Linked DNA regions of Pan troglodytes: region 2 is linked to region 1. A link is a contact called in public Hi-C data. All regions are on one chromosome and are shown on one strand. The core of a region is the stretch at or near the end of the contact, and the rest is flanking DNA. Distances in the headings are between cores, read along the strand shown. Region 1 has its middle 20 kb from the start of ZMYND8. Region 2 holds the start of NCOA3 (nuclear receptor coactivator 3).

Evidence for each region. Hi-C and Micro-C count contacts between places; a contact is called where the count stands out from the background.
Region 2: a contact with region 1 is called in a Hi-C map of stem cell-derived neural progenitor cells, with 2.2 times the contacts expected there. The contact joins the promoter of NCOA3 here to the enhancer-like site in region 1. A contact is called at or near these places in 1 of 7 Hi-C or Micro-C datasets (stem cell-derived neural progenitor cells) and 1 of 1 datasets of contacts at active chromatin or transcription factors (stem cell-derived excitatory neurons).

Annotation. Positions count from the first base shown.
Region 1 is chr21:53,649,024-53,652,577 of NHGRI_mPanTro3-v2.0_pri, forward strand. No RefSeq gene overlaps it. Among named protein-coding and RNA genes, the nearest start is that of ZMYND8, 20 kb to the left of the region's middle. Within about 2 kb of position 2,093, at least 10 of the 24 cell types and tissues checked have an H3K27ac peak or open chromatin away from gene starts, as enhancers often do. A contact at or near this core is called in stem cell-derived neural progenitor cells, where this site is marked.
Region 2 is chr21:53,766,294-53,770,129 of NHGRI_mPanTro3-v2.0_pri, forward strand. NCOA3 (nuclear receptor coactivator 3) reads left to right here and starts at 1,661. Exons shown (of 23, transcript XM_016938072.4): 1 at 1,661-1,852.

The DNA of each region.
Region 1 (3,554 bases), core at 843-3,342:
GCAATGGTGCAATCTGCGCTCACTGCAACCTCCGCCTCAAAGGTTCAAGCAATTCTCCTCCCTCAGCTTCCCAAGTAGCTAGGATTATAAGCACCTGCCACCATGTCCGGCTAATTTTATTGCATTTTTAGTAGAGACGGGGTTTCACCATGTTGGCCAGGCTGGTCACAAACTCCCGACCTCAAGTCATCTGCCCGCCTCGGCCTCCCAAAATGCTGGGATTATAGGCGTGAGCCACCGCACCCAGGTTGATATAGTTTTTAAAGAGCCCCAGCTGATTCTAATGTGTAGCCACGGTTGAGCGCCACTGTTCTAGAAAACTACAAGTTTAAACTAGAAGAAAAAGAGGCATTTTGGCCCGGCGCAGTGGCAAACGCCTGTAATCCCAGCTACCTGGGAGGTTGAGGCAGCAGAATTGCTTGAACCCGGGAGGAGGAGGTTGCAGTGAGCTGAGATGGCACAACTGCACTCCAGCCTGGGTAACAGAGCGAGACTCCGTCTCAAAAAAAAAAAAAAAGCAGGGGGAGGGGCGGCATTTTGGCATGTCCATCACTAATGGGATATACACGCACACCATATCCTGGGTTGTAGCTTTGCAGGCAGTAAATCTAATTTTTAAATTTTTTTTCAATTTCAGCTCCACTCCTAACTAACTATGATTTAGGGCTGTAGGGAAGAAAAAGTACCTTTTCCTCACCCATCACAAGGTTCATGGCTAACACCCCTAAAGACAGATTAACAAGAGATGAGCATGACAAATTTATTTAACCCAAGTTTTGAGTGACTCAGGAGTCTTCCAAAGTGAAGAACCGTGACCCAGGGCACCTGTGTTTTTATGGACAGTCAAGCAGCAGTGTCACAGGAGGACAAAAGGGTTTGATCCAATGATGTACACGGTGGGAACTTAGCAAGGCCTGTGAGTTTAGTCTTCATTGTCTCCACGGACAGGACCGGACCCCCTCTGGAATGAGGGGCTTGGGGCCTGCTTTCAGGAGAGGCAGGTCAGAGAAAACTTGAGTGGCCCACTGCAGAAGAGGAAGGCAGGAGAAGGTCAGAGAGTGACCTTCCTGCTTCTATGGCTTCCTCAAATTCCTTCAGCTTCAAATGCTCAGTTTGCCAAAGTGCTGTAATTTGGGGTATTGTGTTCCAAACCCCTACAGGAGAAGTCCCTACTGCTCTAAGCAGACTTGAGCAGGCATCAGAAGCACGTGGGCAGCTTGCTAAACACTGATTGAGGGACTCACCCCCACCGAGTTTCTCAATTGAAAGATTTGAGAATCTGCATTTCTTGAAATTCTCAGGCCTTTTGATTAAGAAACTCTTTTTTTTTTTTTTTGAGACAGAGTTTCACTCTTATTGCCCAGGCTGGAGTGCAATGGCATGATCTCAGCTCACTGCAACTTTAGCCTCCCTGGTTCAAGCGATTCTCCTGCCTCAGCCTCCTAAGTAGCTGAGATTACAGGGGCCCGCCACCACGCCCAGCTAATTTTTGTATTACAGGTGCCACCACGCCCAGCTAATTTTTGTATTTTTAGTAGAGACAGGGGTTTCACCACGTTAGCCAGGTTAGTCTCAAACTCCTAACCTCAGGTGATCCATCCGCCTCGGCCTCCCAAAGTGCTGGGATTACAGGCGTGAGCCATCACACCCGGCAGATTAATAAATTCAATCAAGGACTTTGGGGGAAGTGGGGCTGAGAATTTGCATTTCTATCAAACGCCATCAGAATTTAGCAGGTGCTGCTGCTGATCCAGGTAACAGGCTTTGAGAACCAGGGCTCAGTTGATTAGTAGTATAATTAACAAACTCTGATCCCATCACTGGCTCCCATTTCAGAGCAATGGTTGGTGCCTGCAAGCTTTCATCTCACTGTGTCCACACACAATCCCATGGGGTCCCAGTGTTCTTATGGATGAGATTACCACGGCTGCAACATTCACAGTGAATTGTCCAGGGTCACGCAGCTGCAGCCAAAGTCTGGGGTGGAACACAGGTCTAATTACAAGCAGGAGAGAACCTGGGCAACACTTTCTTTGGGAGCATCAAAGCAAGCTCTCCCACCACCTGCTTGAGCACTTCCAAATCCTGCCGACATACCCAACCCTGCAACAGGCAAAGAGCCTCGCCTCCTGCTGGGAGAGCAGCTTCTTGCGGCGCGGCCTTCGCGAAACTCCGTGGAGAAATGGCGCCCCCTGGTGGCTCCAGAGAGAGCAGCGTTCCATTCCCCGGGCTGGGAGCTCTGGTCTCATGCGTCATGGACATTCTTGGACCCCATCACTAACATGGAAAACATTATTCAGTCCATTCCATCCTAGGAAAGAACTCAGGGTGCTGAAAGGAGGTGGGGACTTCAGAGCTCAGGAATGTAAAGGAAGGGCGGCGGACCGAGCCCTGGGGCTCTCAGGGGGCTGGAATGGTTAAAGCACAGCTGAGAACAATTCGGAGTTTCACCTTTGACCTTCCCAAAGACTTCTGCTGAGGAATTTTCTTTCTTTTTTTTTTTTCTTTCAGACGGTGTTTCACTTTTGTCGCCAAGGCTGGAGTGCAATGTCGTGATCTCGGCTCACTGTAACCTCTGCCTCCCGGGTTCAAGTGATTCTCCTGCCTCAGCCTCCTGAGTTGCTGGGATTACAGGCGTGCACCAGCTAATTTTTGTATTTTTAGTGGAGACGGGGTTTCGCCATGTTTGGCCAGGCTGGTCTCAAACTCCTGACCTCAGGTGATCCACCCACCTTGGTCTCCTAAAGTGCTGGGATCACAGGCATGAGCCAGCGCGCCCGGCGGAGGAATTTTCAGTACTAAAGCTATAGTGTTGTGATGAGAGTCCGGCGTGCTCCCTGAATGCCGGTGCCCGATTCATAATCTAGTGCATTCGTTCACACATTATTCATTCAACAGATATGCTTTTGCGTGCAGTACTATTCTGGGTGCTGGGACCACAGAAATCAGCAGAACAGACAGAATCTTTGCCTTCACGGATGCCTCCTGCCCTAGAACAGTGAATGAATGAATAAATCAATAGGTAGAACACATGGAAAATAAAGAGATGACACTTAATAAAGAGATGTCATTGAGATGACACTTAAGCAAAACCTGGAGTGAGGAGAAAGAGCAGGTATCTGGTGAAGAAGTGTTCCAGGAAGAGAGAATGATAAGAGCAAAGCCCCCGGGGCGTGGGTGTGTTTCTTTAACATGTTTGAGTTCTTTTTTTTTTTTTTGAGACGGAGTCTCCCGCTCTGTTGCCCTGGCTGGAGTGCAGTGGCACGATCTTGGCTCACTGCAAGCTCCGCCTCCTGGGTTCACGCCATTCTCCTGCCTCAGCCTCCCGAGTAGCTGGTATTACAGGTGCCCGCCACCACGCCCGGCTAGTTTTTTGTATTTTTAGTAGAGACGGGGTTTCACCATGTTAGCCAGGATGGTTTCGATCTCCTGACCTTGTGATCCGCCTGCCTTGGCCCCCCAAAGTGCTGGGATTACAGGCGTGAGCCACTGCGCCCGGCCTTTTTTTTTTTTTTTTTTTTTTTTTTTTTAAATAAGGGCCAGGCACGGTGACT
Region 2 (3,836 bases), core at 411-2,910, 120 kb after region 1:
TCGGCTCACCGCAACCTCTGCCCCCAGGTTCAAGTGATTCTCCTGCCTCAGCCTCCTGAGTAGCTGGGATTACAGGCATGTGCTACCATGCCCAGCTAATTATGTATTTTTAGTAGTGACGGGGTTTCTCCATATTGGTCAGGCTGGTCTTGAACTCCCGACCTCAGGTGATCTGCCTGCCTTGGCCTCCCAAAGTGCTGGGATTACAGGCGTGAGTCACCGCGCCCAGCCAAAATGAGATATTTTAAATAACATAAGTAAACAGAAATATATCGTGATTTTAATGATAATTCATGCTCTGAAAATAAATGAAGAAAGGAATAGGAGTAGGGAAAGCTGGGATCAGAGTGGGCAGGAAGTTAAAATAGAGCAGTTAGGGAAAGCCTCACTGAATAAGTGACATTTGGACAATGACCATGGGGAGATTAGGGAATGGGTTATTTGAATTTTCTGGGAAAATACTGTTCTAGGCAGAGGAAATAGCAAGTGCACGATCTTTAAGGCCAGAGTGTGCTAAGCACGTTGGAGAGGCCGAGTCCATTGTAGCCGAGTTACAGAAGTGAGTGGAAGAGAAGAAGGTGATGAGTTTAGAGAGGGAAGGGGAGGGCAAGAGACGGGCTGTATGGGGCTTTGCAGGTTACTGCAAGAATTTTGCAGGAGGGACATAGACTGACTTGGTTCTTACCAGGATCCCTCTGGCTGCTGTGTTGAGTATAGACTGTAAGGGGAAAGAGTGGAAGCAGGCAGAACACTGAGGAGGCTGTTGCAGTGGTCCAGGTGGGAAATGAGGTGCTGACCGTGGAGGTGGTAAGTGGTCAGATTATTCTATTTTATTTACACTCAACACATCTAATACTGACTCAATATTATCTAACATACAGTCCACATTGAAATTGCCCCCCAAATTCTTTTTACATAAATAAACATCCTGAATCCAATCAAGTCTCACCTATTGCTTTTGGTTTTCACCTCTTTCATGCTGTCATATTTTAAAAGACTCCAGGCTAGATGTTGTGTAGAATGTCCCACATTCTGAATTCGTTTATTTTTTCAGGTAAGCTTTTTGTGTGTGTGTATGTGGCAAGAATGCGACAGAGGTAGCAATATGCTTTCCCCACTGCATCATATTAGGAGACACATAACAACAGTCCTGACCCATTATTGGTGGTGCTAAGTTCGATCACTTGGTAAGGGGCACCCGTTGTAAAGCAAGCTGTTCTTTATTGTAAGTCATAAATACGCTGTGGGATGATACTTCGGGACTAAATATACCCTGAATATACTGCTGCCCAACAACATTTCACCCAGTGACTTTAGCAGCTAAGGAACAGCCTCGTGGCTTCCGACCTTGTGCCTCAGTTCGCTCATCTGAAAAATGAGGATGATCATGGTCCCTACCGGATGCTTGTTTTGAGGATCCGTGCTTGGCATACCAGAAACGCTCCACAAATGTTAGGTATTACTGGACGAAGGCAAATATGAAAAAAATTAAGGGCAGGGCTAGGACTGCATTCCGGTTCTCCGGATCCCGAGGGAGCTCCCAGTTGATGCTGGGCGAAAGCGGCCGCACGAGCCCATGTCGCCACGCCCTCCGCCGCGGAAGCCAGGGTGGGGGGCGCTGGAACCCTAGGCCGGCCGCGCAAGGCCCCCTGGGACCGGTAGTGCTGGGCGTGGCCTCGGGACTACATATCCCAGTGGCCCCCCGTGCGGCGACTTCAGCTGCTGCTGCCTCAGCCGCTCCACAGCGACGGCGGCGGCTGCGGCTTAGTCGGTGGCGGCGGCGGCGGCGGCTGCGGGCTGAGCGGCGAGTTTCCGATTTAAAGCTGAGCTGCGAGGAAAATGGCGGCGGGAGGTGAGTGGAGATAAAGGAGGAGGCGGTGGCGGGCGAGGGGGTGGAGTGCGAGGCGGAGGGAAGAGGGGCGAGTTCCCCAGGCTGCGAGAGCCAGCGGCTTCAGATCTGCCAAGGCACTGAGGGGCGCGCCGGCCGGGGGACGCGCTGAGGTAGTTTCGGGGTGTCGGGGCCGCGCCGCTTCCCCTCAGCCCGGGGGGCGGCCCGCGGCGGTCGGAGCTGAGACGAAGCTGGGTGGCAGTCCGCTTGGGGATCCGAGAGGGTCCCCGCGCGGAGGGGTCACCCGAGGAGTTTGCGGGGGGACTGCAGGGGCCCACTTTCCCCTTCTGTCCCTAAAGTTTTTTCTTCCTCTTGCCTCCCCCAGCCCTTTTGAAAGCTCCCCGCGTCCTCCTCCTGCTGCCCCGGCTCCTTAGCAGCTACTGGGACGCACGGGAGGGAAAAGCCGCGGGGACCCCCCCCCACCCCAGCCTCCCAGCCGGGTGAGATTTGGTTGCTGTGTTTCCTCCTCACTTGGGCATTTAAAAAATATTTTAACACGAATTGTCCGCGGAATTTTCATGTTGGGCTCGGGTAGGTTCTTAGTTTTCTCGGTAAAAAGGCGTTTTACTACCTCTGGTGTGAAGGCTGGGAAATGGGAAGTGGGAAGTTGGTTGATTAAATTTGGGGTTTGGCTGTCTTTATTACTACTTTTTTTTTTTTTTTTTTGCTCTCCCTATCTCTCATTTTATGAACATCGACCCAGTTCGTCACGGTTTAAATAAACTGCTTGTCTTGTACCTGCCTTAACAAAACTAGCCATGGGTCGTTGGGAGACTTAGTTGCTTCCTAAGCAGTTTGAGGGCATCTAGGGTGGAAAAGTTAACCGAGAGAGCGAGCATCTACCTCACTAGCAGGATCTGGGATTCCCAAATGGAATGACACGGAAGCTATGAGATTCTCTCGAAGTCGAAACTTTTTTCCCCCTCCCGAATGCGAAGACTTCCTTTTTGCAGTATTTGAGCAGGGCTTCAAAACCAACCTGTTTTTGTTATTAAGCCTGTACGGTAAAGAAACAGGAAGGAGAGTACCAGCTGTCTTGCTGCAGTGGTTTTAAATGGAGTTGAATGAGATGCGTGAGAGTGGTGGTAGTATTGAGTAAGATTGCTGCATCTCTTTGATTTAAATGCCTGGCCTCGGATCCACCTAACTGATCCCTGGCTGCAAAAAAGCTTCAGTATTTGTTGCAGCAGGTTGTTGAGAAGGTGATTGGAGGAATAAAAATCCTAGGTCTTCAGCGAATGCTGCACAAACGAAAATGTTAATGGAAACCTGTAAGTTTGTGAATTGTTTGTTCTTGAAAATATTTTAAATGTATGCTCATTTAGAATATGGTTCTACCGAATGATATCCAATTGGAAAGGTACAAACACATTGAAAAGTGAATCTCTCTTTCACGCCAAACCCTACAGTTTCCCCTTCTCAGAGGCAAAGACTGTTACTGGTTTTTAGAATATCCTTGGTCTTTGGAATAATTATTTTAAGATTTTCATTTGAAACCACTTCTGTTGGATACCAAAAGCAGGGAAATAAAATGAACAGAAGAAACAGAAAATGTGGGAATACTGTTTTTGCTCTCTTAAAAAAAATGTTGATAGCTATTGGAAAAAGCTCTTCTGAACTTACTGCTTATGTCACCTTATCTATTAATACCGTTAAATAACAATCTGTGAGGCTTTAGGATGAAGAACTCTGCCAGGGTTCATTGTTTGTATGTACAATGAAGCCTCTGCTTGTAACATGTAAAATGATATTGAACACTATAGCTCCTGTCACTAGAGGTTGCTTCAGGTTCTGCAATGAGCAGAAATCTAAATTGCCTGTGATCCTAAATTATAGGGGCATTTTATGTATAGATGGAAATGACTTAATTGTCCAATCAGCATTTGAAATAAGAGGCATATACCAGCTTTTGGCATATAGAAGATGGGGATTGTGGACTAAGCGGGAG